3 separate regions of the Sus scrofa genome follow, and regions 2 and 3 are each linked to region 1. Evidence: chromatin contacts called from public promoter capture Hi-C data. All regions are on one chromosome and are shown on one strand. The core of a region is the stretch at or near the end of the contact, and the rest is flanking DNA. Distances in the headings are between cores, read along the strand shown. Region 1 holds the start of BAZ2A (bromodomain adjacent to zinc finger domain protein 2A). Region 2 holds the start of IL23A (interleukin 23, alpha subunit p19). Region 3 holds the start of RBMS2 (RNA-binding motif, single-stranded-interacting protein 2).

Region 1 (3,914 bases), core at 767-3,266:
CTTCCACTTCTCACCAGTTGGCATTTTTTTCCATATAGGTGAATATGACCATCTCCCAGAACAGGCTTTCTATATGGTGGGACCCATTGAAGAAGCTGTGGCAAAAGCTGATAAACTGGCTGAAGAGCACTCATGAGGGAGTCCTTTTGGCAAACTAAGTACTCATCCTCTTTGTGGCCCTCTCTTGCCCCTCATCCAAAATGCAGTTTTCCCTGTAGGCCATGAGAGCCTTGATTGAAGACATTGTATTCTGTCTGAAGAGTATTTAAGGTTTCCAATAAAATGTACATCCCTCATCATCTGTCTGTTGTTCTTGGTCCTAAAAACAAAGCCAACACTGAGGTTTTTAGCAATTTTAGAATAGTCACAAGAAACAGCATGAAATGGGCCATATACGTTTGAAATGGGGTCATCAAAAAAAGAAAAGCTGCTAGTTCGGATTAATAAACTAGCATGAGTCTTGTGAGGAGTTTCCTGTGGATGATGTGATCTTACTAGTAGGGTCTCAACTTTGGCCTTTTATGTTGTTCATGGCAAATCAATTTTTTGGCTCTTCAGTATTCTATTTAGCACCTTATTTGATTAAAAAAGCAAAAGGGGACATCCTGCTGTGGTGGCATCTCTGGAACCTTGGGATGCAGGTTTGATCCTAGCCCAGCACAGTGGGTTAAAGAATCCTGTGTTGCTACAGCTGAGACTAGCTCAGATCTGATCCCTGGCCCAAAACTCTATGCTAAATAAAAAGGTTTTTTTCAGAAAAGCACACTGGGAAAAGTGGGTTGGGTGGTTTAAAAATAAGTGCTACTCTAAGAGAAGTAAGGGGTTAATCAGTGTTTTGAAGGATTAATACTGATCTGTGCAAAATTTGAGTCAACCCACCACCGCCCCACCATTGCCACGGTTTTGTTTTTTTTCATCATGTATTTTGGGCAAGACTTGTATGTGGTTCCTTGAGGCAGTGCAGGGTTTAAAGTGCCATTAGCCCTATTCTAAGATCCCTAAAAATTGAAATCTGTTACAGAGGAATAGTAATTTGCAGGGTTGCTGGGCTTGGGGTTTCTCAGCTAAATAGTGGAATTAGACAATTGCCCCTTCACTTTAGCCAACCGAAAGGTGCAGGATTATAAGAATTACTCAAAGGCACACCCAGTTTCAAACAAGTACTAGGTCGGATTTGGTGCTCCTGAAATATTTTCTGGGCCCAGACCCATATCCTGCCCTCTGGTGGTAGGGCTAGAGGCTCTGCACAAACTCTCATCTCACCATTTTGAAATCCTTGAAGGCCATTTGCAGGGATGTGGTTCTTAGCTAATGACTGTTTACAAACCGGCTGGGGCTTTTGTCCTGAGGAGGAGCCTGAATCTATAAGCTCCACCCTGAGGCATTCAAGTTGATTAGGAGCCGGGTAGGACAAACATCCCAATTCAGAGGCCCCCGGGGGCTGAAGGTTGGGGAGGGGCCTTGGGAGAGGAGCCAGGGGTGGAGTAGGGGCCTCTATAAGTTTCCTCCCATCTGCCTATGACGTCCTTGGCACCAGTCTCTTCTGTGTCGTGATCTGGACGGAAGGTGGAGCCCCTGAGCTGCCTGTGCCTGGTAGTTTGCTCCCAGAAAATCCTGAATTTGGGGAAATGCTGAGTTATGGGGTGGGGGCACACATCCTCTGGGTCAAGACTGAAGTGGGGTAAGAAGCTGGTGCAGGAGCCCCCAGGGCCGGCCCTTTTTGCTCCACTTTCCCTTGTTATCCAGATGCAGACCTGGGAACTACGACCCTAAAGGTCATTTCTATCCCTCCACCCCCACATTTACATCTCTCAGCATTCATCCAGAAACTTCTTCCTCTCACTACCTGCAACTGTTTATTTCCTTCCTCCTTCATCGGTCTCTTCTTGTAGCATGCCACTGGAGTGTCAACACAGATCTAACCTTCCTCCATATTTCTCCTGGTTCTGCCCCGTCCTCACCGCCTCCTCCCTCTCCACCCAGAGAAAGCCCCGCCCTTCCCTCCTCCCTCCCCACCCCAGTCTGTCACACAGGGACATCACCCTACAGCAGTTCAGGCTGTGGTTCGCAGGAAGCATACATTGGCTTTTTGATTCGTGCTGGTTCCCAGCTCACAGTTTGGGAGGATCTAACACCAGCCTTCACGTGAAGGGGGAATCAAGGACGGTGAGGAGCTAGGTGGTCCCAGCCCTGAAGCCCAGCCAGCCTGACATGGGTAAGTATGAAGACCGGCCCCCCTCGGGGAAGGCCTGAGGGATGCCTACCTCCCTCCCTGGCTGACTCAGCAGGGGTGGGGCCTAACCTTTGCTCTTTTGAGGGGTGAAGGAGGAGACGCCAGACTATAGGGGCACAGGGCTCAGCTGATGAGGCTGCCGACCACGAACGTTGGAAAGCTCCAGCTCCAGGGAAGAACCTGAGACTGCACCTTAGGTGGGGGCTTTCCCACCTCACCCCCATTTCCCCAGCTCCTTGAGCCTCCCACTATTTTACACTCACTGCTGCTCCCCCCTAAAAAAAGTAAAGCCTACTTTTGGTCTCATTGGAAGATTTTTTAAAGGTGTATCTTCCCCCATTTTCTCCTGGGCTTTTTAAGTCCCTGTCTTCTTTCCTCCCCCACCCTGACCCACCACCAGGTGGGGGCTGCACTGAGCAGCTGCTTCCTGTTGCCCCAGAGGTTGCTGCAAGGGTGGTGGTGGTTGGGGGAAAGCTGAACTAGAATTCAGAAAGCACAATTCTCACAGTTCTACATCAGCCTCACTAGGGCTGCTGTTGGCGGTCCCCCTTGCTCCAGTCACTGAGAAGACTCAGAGAGGGAGGACTGACATTGAAAGGCCTAGGAGGCCTAGGAGGTCTTTGCTCTCGTGGCTTCCTGATTCCAGAGACTTTTAAACTTGGGCCGAGCTTGAGGAAAGAGGCTGTGTCTTTCCACCGCTGAAGAGATTGGGTCGGTGAGGAGCTGAAACAGGGAACCTGTGCACCTGGTAGGGCCGCTGTTACCCCCAGCAGGCTCGGCCTCGAGTTCCCTCTTTGGCACCTTCACTCCTCGGGAGTCCTTGTGACTCTCACTGTCTTTCATGCCCTCCTTTGTGAAGAGATCTTTGCCAGTGCCCCCGGAGCGCAGGCGGAGCTCTCCCAAGTCCTCCAGTTCGGACCCACCACCCTCCCCCACTTCACCACCCAAGTTTCTGTCTCTTCTTCCTGGGATCTGTTCTCTTCCTCCATCTGGGATCCTTCCTGGTTCTGGCCCCTAGGAGACGCCACCAGCGTCCCCTCCCCCAGAGGATTCTTCGCGACAGCCCTATCGGAGCGTTCGTCCTTACCCCAGTAGCTCCTGCCCCTTTAAGTGCTCCCCCCCCACCTCCCGCTCCGCCGCGGCCGGCCCAGGGCTGGGGGAGGAGGCGCCGCCGCCGCCCGGCTCGGCCACCTGCGCCGCCGCCGCCGCCGCCGCCGCCCGGCCCTGCTCCAGGTGAGGCCTGGCACCTACGACCGGTCCTGGAGTCCCTGGGCGGGCCGCCCCTGCGGTCCCCTTCCCCGGGATCCCCGCTGCCCTGGACGCAGGATCTGACCCTCCCCCTGCGGGAGCTGCCCTTCCTCTCTCCCCCGCACTATCTACTCACCCATTTCTCTCCTGTCCTCTGCGACCGGAATCCGGAGGCTTCTCACGCCTCTCGGCCAATCTCTCCAGGGTACCCCTCCTACTCTGGACCTAGGATCTCCCCCTCCCCCGCGTCTTCCTCGCCAGAAAAATCTCCCGCGGTCTGGGTTTCTCCTCCTCCCTCTGGAACCATCGCTTTCCCACGCCATCCTAACCTCCAATGGGAGGGGGAATAACCGCCACCCTAACTCCTTTCCGTCCCTGTATTAAAGGAGGGGGGTGGGGGGGTTATAGAGTGGAGTCACTTTCAGGCCCGGCT
Region 2 (3,914 bases), core at 1,036-3,535, 250 kb after region 1:
GGATGAAAGGATTTCCAATATTTTAGTACCTGACAAGGTTAACCTGGTGCCCACTTCATCTTCCTGGAATGCTTTTCTGCTCAAAACAGCTGTGACTTCTGATCCTGCAGTGATTTGGGACTCCGTCTTTGGTCAAATACATTCTTGGCCCGGAAAGCAAGGGAGAAATCTCTGGGTCATGGAGTGAGAAAGGACCACACTTAGGAGCCCCACTTCCCAACTGCAACCCCTTGTAATCTCATTCAGCTTGCTTAGGCATGTAGGGATTAAGGCCAAAAAGATCCCAATTACGCTATGTACCAGGGGATCATGAGGAAAGATCCCTCTCTGCCATAGCCCTGCAGAGTAGAAGGATACATTTTGTAGTCCTTTGGCCCTATTTTTCCATTCTATTTCTTTTTCCCAACAAACCTAGAAATTAGACTTAGATATCCACATAAATAAGTCTTTATTGAAAAACATCATAATTCAGTATAAATATAATAAATAATCTTCCTTCCCAAACTGCTGCTATGGATAAATAATCCCCAAATTTCCCTTCCCATCTAATAAATATTCAACCTTGTCCTAGGTCAGCATCATAAATCAGTCAGTGTAGGTAAGTTTTCAACAGAGCAAGTCCCATTAAAATTAATGGATTGATGAACTTGTTGGCTCATAGCTTCATTTTAGCATTGCTGAGCAATGGAGGTCTTGGTGTCATCCTTAAGCTGCTGGCTTTACTGGCTCAGAGTTGCTGCTCCATGGGCGAAGACCCGGGCAGCTACAGCCACAAAGGCCTGGAGGCTGCGAAGGATCTTGAGGCGGAGAAGGAGGCGTTGCCAGGGCTGGCTGGGACTGGGGCTTGGCGTCTGCTCAGTCTCCCAGTGGTGACCCTCGGGCTGAAAGGACACAGGACACTAGTAGAGAGGATCCTTCACCCCCCAGGCACTGTCTCTGACACCTGCAAGCCACCCCCCGCTCCAGGCCCCTAGTTTATACCTGCAAGAGTTGCCTGAGGCCCAGTAGGGAGGCGTGAAGCTGGCCCACAGAGCCATCAGGGTGTAGAGAAGGCTCCCCTGTGAAAATGTCTGAGCCCAGCAGCTTCTCATAAAAAACCAGGCCTTGGTGGATCCTTTGCAAGCAGGACTGGGGAGAAAAGGCAGTGAAAGAAAAATACCTTCTAATTACTGCATCTGCTGAAGACCCATCTGATTCTTGCCATTCCTAAACACGGCTATGATGTGAATGTTTGCATCCCCACAAAATTCATACATTGAAATTCTGGCCCCCAGTGTGATGGTATTAGGAGGTGGGGCCTTTGGGATGATTAGGTCATGAGGATGGAGGCCTCGTGAGAAGGATTACTGCTCTTATAAGAGACCCACAGGGAGTTTCCTTGTGGTGCAGCATGTTAAGGATCAAGTGTTGTCACTGCAGCAGCTCAGGGTGCTGCTGTGGCATGGGTTCAATCCCTGGCCCAGGAACATTCACATGCCACAGGCATAGCCAAAAAACAATAATAGTAAATAAATGATAGGTAGGTAGGTAGATAGATAGATAGAAGAGACCTACAGAACTTCCTAAAATACAAGAACTCTGCATCCTGGAAGAGGGCCCTCAACTATGCTGGCACTCTGATCTCAGATCTCCACTCTCCAGAACTGAGAAATAAATGTCTGTTTATAAACTACCCAGTCTTTGGTTTGTTATTTTAGCAGGTTGAATGGACAAAGACAGAAGTTTTCCTAAGTCACTTTGGGGTCCAGTTCTGTCCCCAGTCCCCTCTTCCTTGTGGCCCAGCCTCATCTTAGTACCTGACTGTTGTCCCTGAGTCCCTGAGGATCACAGCCATCCCCGCACTGGATATGGGGGACTTCACTTGTAGTCTCATCATCTCCCTCTTCTCTTGGTAGATCCTGGAATGGAAGAGGGGTGGGAAGAGTGAAGAAATAAGTACCTTCAAACCCCACCTGGATCCTCAGGCAGTGACTCTCCCTAGATCCCTGCTTCCCGTCCTCTCTTACCTCCTGATGGCCTTTAACCCTCCAGCTTCCACCCCAGGCCTCAGTCTCCCACTGCAGCCTTGGAGAGCTTAGATAGGCTTCTGTTTGGTCCCAGAGGTTGCCACTCACCACATGTCCCATTGGTAGATGTGCAGTCCAGGCCAGCGTGCAGAGCTGCTGTGAGAGCTGCTGGCCTTGAGCCCAAGCAGGGCTGCTGCCCTCAGGCACAGCCCGGCCCTGAGAGGTCCAGGGCAGTAGCAGCAGCAGCAGCATCAGCATCACAGCTCTGCTTCCCAGCATCTCCTTGCCTGCTTTTCAGATCTGGCTGGTTCCGTTCCTTTCAGTCCCTGTGGAGTCTCTGTCACTTCTTGCTCTGAGCCTGTTCTGCGCACCTCTGGTTTGGATCCCTCTGTTGTTCACCGAGTTTCTGAGCTGCTTCCTGTAGATTTTCTCTTGTCTCTGAGTCTCTTTTTAAGGTCCCTGCATCGTAAAACCCGCCCTTTATACTAGCAGGTGACTCACAGCAGGTGGGATTCCCCTCCCTGCATCATCCCCCTCCGTGGAGAGCCCAGGTAAGCAGCCTCAGTTCCAGGGGAAATGAATCGTGTGGTTGCTGTGGCTGGAGGCCTGGGATGGGACTTGTGTGTAATGCTCTCCAGGAATCAAAGTGGCTGTGGAAAAGGGTAGGGGTGGGTGTAACAAATATTTAAATGAATCTAGTCTTAAGTTCCTTCCTGTTTAACCTTTCCCACATCTTTTTGCCTCCAGAGCGATATCTTCCCTCCCTTCAAAACTAATTTCCTCATCTCCTCCTGCCTGAGTAAAAACCAAAACAGAAGCATGCGTTCATCTCTTAATAGGATGGTTAGCTGAGTTTGGAATGAAGTTTGGTCCCCACCTGATGCCCTCAATCTAAGAATAAGGGGGCTTTTTCTTCTCTATTGGGAACATTTTGATTTCCACTGGGAGAGAATGGATATGAAAGCACTTTGTGAACTATGAAGCCACATAAGTTCAGTATAAGGTATTATTTTTCCCTCACCTCAGGCCTCACTTTGGAGGATAGGAGGGCTATGGGAGGGCGAGAGCTGTTGCTAAGAACCATCTGACTGCTCAACTTTAGTGGCCCAAATTTCATGGGCTCTGTGGAATTCAGGTGATTTGGGGCGGGGGCGTGGGGGGGGCAGTATAAGCCAAGGCTAGAAATCCAACTGTCATTCCAATACCCAGCCCCTTCCCCGTGGCTAGAAGTCCAGGAGTTCTGGGTGGTTGAAGGTGCACAATGTCAGTGACCCCGGCTCAGTCCTTCAGCCTGTTGCATCCGTGGGTAAAATCCACTGATACTGATTTCATCACCATCCCTGATGCAACATTAAGTGAAACAGCTGAGACTGTGAGGTTGGGCGTGGGTGTGGAGGGTGGTCCAAATCTGGGACTGCCCCAACCCCAGTGGAGGGTCCCAGGACAATTTGGACGTCAGAATGAGGCCATGGATGACCACACAGATAGCTCCCAAAGCCTTCCCAACAGCTTGATCCTTTTTCTCTGAAAAACTTACACTTGACAGAGGTCTCCCTTCCCTTAGGACTATTCAGAACTGCCCAATGAAATTACAGATTCAAATATGACTCTGTGGTAAATCCATCCTTTAGGTAAAACATTTCCAGCATCAGAGAGATTACCTCAGTTTGAAGGAGAAATGGTTTGCCTTTCTTTACATCGGTGGATACACATGGAATAAGGAAATTGAGGTTGGGTGGGGGTAGGAGAGCTCACCTCAGGTTTGTATAATGTGTCCCATGCTTTTCCCACCTCTGGTTCCCATTCTGGGAGCCCTTTAGGATAGGAGATGGAAGGTGAAAAGGAGGAGGAGGAAGTGGAGCCCTGGGGGATGGGATGAGAGGGACAAGGGTGAGTTGGAGGCACGGG
Region 3 (3,914 bases), core at 956-3,455, 160 kb after region 1:
GTCTAGCTGGCCATGTCACAGTTGGCTAGTACTTTTGTACACATTTAACTAGCTAGGTCCTTTTCGAATTAGAAACAAACAAAACAAAGAGCTTGATATTGCCCAGAACCACCTGGGATGACAAACTTGTTCTCCTTGAATATCTTATACTTTACAAAATCCTGTGGGCCTCTCAAGTCACCAGTTCACGTTCCATCCTCATGCAAAGGCAGCTATATTATAGTGAAAGAATCAGTCCAAAGGTCAAAGTGCAGCTGAGGGCTAGCTCTCTCCACAAAGAGCCTTCCCTTCTACAGGTAGATTTTCTTCACTACCCAACCAGTTTCTACATCTGAGAGATGTGGGGAGAAAGGGAGGAACTCATTACTAACTACAATTAAAGCTAATTCAAAAAAACAGGGAGAAGAGAGAAGTTCTCATTATGACACATGGGTTAAGAATCCAATTGCAGCAGCCTGGGTCACATCAAAGGCACGGGTTCAATCTTTGGCCAGCTGCAGTGGATTAAAAGGTCTCAGCTGCAGCTCAGATTCAATTCCTGGCCCTGGTATACAGTGGGTAAGGCCATTCAAAAAGAAAGAAAGAAAAAAAGGCAACGGGTAGGAAATAAAAAAGAAGCAAATACCTTCCAGGTAATGTTTAGAAATTCCTTAACATTTGTTATCTTTCTCTTGACAGCTCAAAAAGCTTCAGAGAACTACCATTCCTATGAAACAAGGGTAAGATTAGCCTGCTACATTTGGAAAAATTAATGCTGGCCCAAGTATATACCAAGTATTAAGACTCAGAACTTTCTTAAGTCATGGGCAAAGCCAAAGACAGCCAGAGTAAGGTGGGGTCCCAGAATTAGTCTCACCTATAGGAGAATGGATTGTGCACATTAGCGAATGACTAGAGAAGGGAAAAACAAACAAAAGCAAAAAGTCACTCCACCTGATTTCAAATCAAATAAACCCTCCAACCCTAACCAAGCCAAAGGAGAACTCCCTCTCTACAGAACACACCAGAGAAAGATTTTGATTTTCTCACAGCTGCCCCTAGTACTCATTTATCTTATTTTTTTGGCCATGCAGGCCACATGCGGAAATTCCAGGGCCAGGGATCTAACCCAAGCCACAGTAGTAACAAAGAATCCTTAACCTCTAGGCCAAAAGGCAATTCCTTTTTTCCCCCCTTTGATGCTCATGTTAACCCAAAAACAAAACGAAAGGCAGCATTCTGTGATACTGCCAGCCTCTAGACAACTCTCAGTACTGTTGCTTCCACCTAAATGCCTCATTCAGAAACTAGCTCATTTCCTGGGATAATTCAATGGTTAATTTTGGGAAGTGCAGCATGATGGAGAGAGCCTTGTAGTCAGTGACTTGGATCTGATTCCTGGCCCTGGTACTTAGCTGGGTTTGTCTTATTCAAATAAGTCAATTTTGGAGTCTTAGTTTCCTCATCTTCAGAACGGGACTAATAACCTAATCTGCAGGTCTCCAGTAAGAAGAAGAGACAGACCAACCAAGTGGTTGATGCGCCATAATAGCTGTTATTTCAACGAGCTCCTACAAACTACAGATGCTGTGTGAGACAGTGTAAAGATAGAGGTGAATGCTCTCCTCGTTACCAATGATAAGATTCCTAAATGTGCTTAGTTTTCAAAATTCTTTTTGTCTATCTTTTCTGCCCGTGATGAATACAGCAAGCAATTAAAACAGCTAAAATTGACAGAGCACCAAACTGTTTATAAAATGTTTACAGGCTCAAGGTTAAGAATACCTAAGTTTTAAGCAGTCCCCAAATAACTGGTAGAAATAAAACGAGAAGCCAGGCAACCAAGCAACCCAGGGTGTCTTTTTTCGCGGCCTCCTGATTTCACTGAAGCGCTCGGGGGCGGGGGGGGCTGCTCCTGGTTGGGGTAATTTCCAGCCATCTGACTCCTCACTCACCAACACTGCGTGCTGGAGAATAGACGTTCGTTTGGCCTCCACGCCGCACTACGAGGCGGGTTATTGAGGGCGGGTTCTGGCCTTCGAATGTCGAAGGTCACTAAAAAGCCTCTTGAACAGAGCTCATGCTTCTCCAAGTGCAAAGAAGAACGCTTCTCCTCTCTCTCCGAGAACTCCATCGTCCTGACGCCACCGCGTCCTCGCCCTTCGAGCTGCCTCACCTCAGCTTTCCCGCCCTCAGCGGCTGCACGAGAGACCCGCCGCAGAGGGCGGGTGCGCGGAGGAATCCACCGGCTTTTGCGAACGGCACACCCCCTTGTTTTCATTGGGTAGCCTCATCTTTTCTCCGCCCCCAAGATTTTTGCTTCCTCAACGATTGGACACGAACACTGTCCATCCCAACTCTCAGGCACCGCCCCTTTCAAGCTAGCCTTTACAACCTTTTTGGTATTTTTCCATCTAGCTCACTCCTCACCGATTCCCTTTATCGGTGGGATTGAGTGCACCTGGCAGTGGCTGGAGCCTTGGAGGAACCAGTCCCTCCTCCTTCTTCAACGCCACTCACTGGGCGCCGCCTCCGCACCTCCCAAGCTCTGCACTCCCTCGCAGAACTACCCCCACCTGGTCCACGATTCCTCCGCCCCTCCCTCCAGCCACCGCTCAGACGCCCTGGGCGCTCTAGCCGAGCCGGCGGCGGTCTAGGGGGATGCGCTCTATGAAAGCTCTGCAGAATGCACTGAGCCGGGCCGGCAGTCACTGCCGGCAGAGAGGCTGGGGTCACCTGAGCCGGAGCCCTCTCCTTGGCGGGGGCGTCCGGCACCACCTCAGTGAGGCCGCGGCGCAGGGCAGGGAGACTCCGCACAGCCACCAGCCGCTGCACCAGGATCAGTAAGGCTTGCTGGGCAGGGTCAGGGGACAGGCTCGCTCCCACTCCCACTGTCGTTCTCACTAGTTTCTGAGTCCCCTTCCCCCAGAAGCGCATCGCATCTTCCTTCTCTCCTCGTTTATTGGCCTGCGATGCCTTTTCCTTTAGAATTGGGGCTTTGGGTCCGCCGCACTCGGGCGGTAACGTGCCGTCTGCCCGGGAGGGCGTTTGGGCAGGTCGGTCCTCGGAATGGTGCATGTCCAAGGTGCGTACTTAATTGGGAGCGCGGGGGGGGGGGGGCGCGGAGTGTTGCTTGGTGCACGTGTCTGAGGGCAGAGCCGTGTGCTCACCGCACCCCTCACCCTTCACTCCTCCCCGGTCCTCGAGTGTATTTTAGGGGATGCATGGATATGGAACAGCCTACCTCTAGTCCTGATGTTTTGGGGTCTGTGAGTGGTTTGTGTTTTGGTGTGTAATGTGTGATGCTTGTGTATTACTGGTGCGCAGGTGTGTGCGTATGTCGTTTGCGTACGTGTTGGGGGTGTGCGTTATCAGGGCTCCCTAATCTGTAGAATAAGGGTGGTTCTCCAATTGGTCTTTGAATAAGAAAAATCTTTTTCATTACAAATTTTTTATTATAGTTGATTTACAATGTTCTGTCAATTTCTGCTGTACACACAAAGTGACCTAGTCATACAGGAAAATCTTTATAATGGGGGAAAAAAAATCATAAGACGCAGATTTCCCAAACCAGAGCGGATCAGAGTCCTTATATATGCTGCTCAGGCTCCCTGATTTAAAGAGTGCGCTTCCCTTGTGCTCTTACTCTGCGGGAGAGGCTGCAACTCTCTCCCCGACCACCCAGCAACACTTGGTGGCTGAGTCTCTTTGAGACCACAGAAATGGACCTGGGCAGGAAATTTTGTCCTCCCCAAAAGCCAACATAAATACTGTCCAAGTAGCTCCTGCTCTATTGGGAAATGGACCATCTCCCAGGTCACTGATATCTACTAAGGACATTCAGAAAGACACGCACATCATAATTAAAGTAGCCAGATAGACTACTCTGTCCTCTTCCTCACCATCACTGGAGTCCCTATCCTGCTGACAGGTAA

Evidence for each region. Promoter capture Hi-C pulls out the DNA fragments that hold promoters and counts their contacts.
Region 2: a contact with region 1 is called in a promoter capture Hi-C map of liver, with 4 times the contacts expected there. The contact joins the promoter of IL23A here to the promoter of BAZ2A in region 1. A contact is called at or near these places in 3 of 5 promoter capture datasets (fetal liver and liver), 5 of 47 Hi-C or Micro-C datasets (alveolar macrophages, embryonic fibroblasts, fetal heart ventricle and 2 more) and 2 of 2 datasets of contacts at active chromatin or transcription factors (alveolar macrophages and skeletal muscle).
Region 3: a promoter capture Hi-C map of liver shows a contact between it and region 1, with 4 times the contacts expected there. The contact joins the promoter of RBMS2 here to the promoter of BAZ2A in region 1. A contact is called at or near these places in 4 of 5 promoter capture datasets (fetal liver, fetal skeletal muscle and liver), 4 of 47 Hi-C or Micro-C datasets (fetal heart ventricle, heart right ventricle, liver and 1 more) and 2 of 2 datasets of contacts at active chromatin or transcription factors (alveolar macrophages and skeletal muscle).

What each region holds. Positions count from the first base shown.
Region 1 is chr5:21,981,135-21,985,048 of Sscrofa11.1, reverse strand. BAZ2A (bromodomain adjacent to zinc finger domain protein 2A) reads left to right here and starts at 2,016. Exons shown (of 29, transcript XM_001927752.7): 1 at 2,016-2,215. The coding sequence starts at 2,212. ATP5B (ATP synthase subunit beta, mitochondrial) reads left to right here. Exons shown (of 10, transcript XM_001929410.5): 10 at 39-299. The coding sequence ends at 136.
Region 2 is chr5:21,730,787-21,734,700 of Sscrofa11.1, reverse strand. It overlaps IL23A (interleukin 23, alpha subunit p19), which reads right to left and starts at 2,285. Exons shown (of 4, transcript NM_001130236.1): 1 at 2,115-2,285; 2 at 1,797-1,898; 3 at 982-1,128; 4 at 720-881. The coding sequence starts at 2,285. The coding sequence ends at 720. STAT2 (signal transducer and activator of transcription 2) reads left to right here. Exons shown (of 24, transcript NM_213889.1): 24 at 1-1,671.
Region 3 is chr5:21,818,143-21,822,056 of Sscrofa11.1, reverse strand. It overlaps RBMS2 (RNA-binding motif, single-stranded-interacting protein 2), which reads right to left and starts at 2,205. Exons shown (of 17, transcript XM_021092894.1): 1 at 1,935-2,205. It overlaps GLS2 (glutaminase liver isoform, mitochondrial), which reads left to right and starts at 2,056. Exons shown (of 18, transcript XM_003481629.4): 1 at 2,056-2,822. The coding sequence starts at 2,641.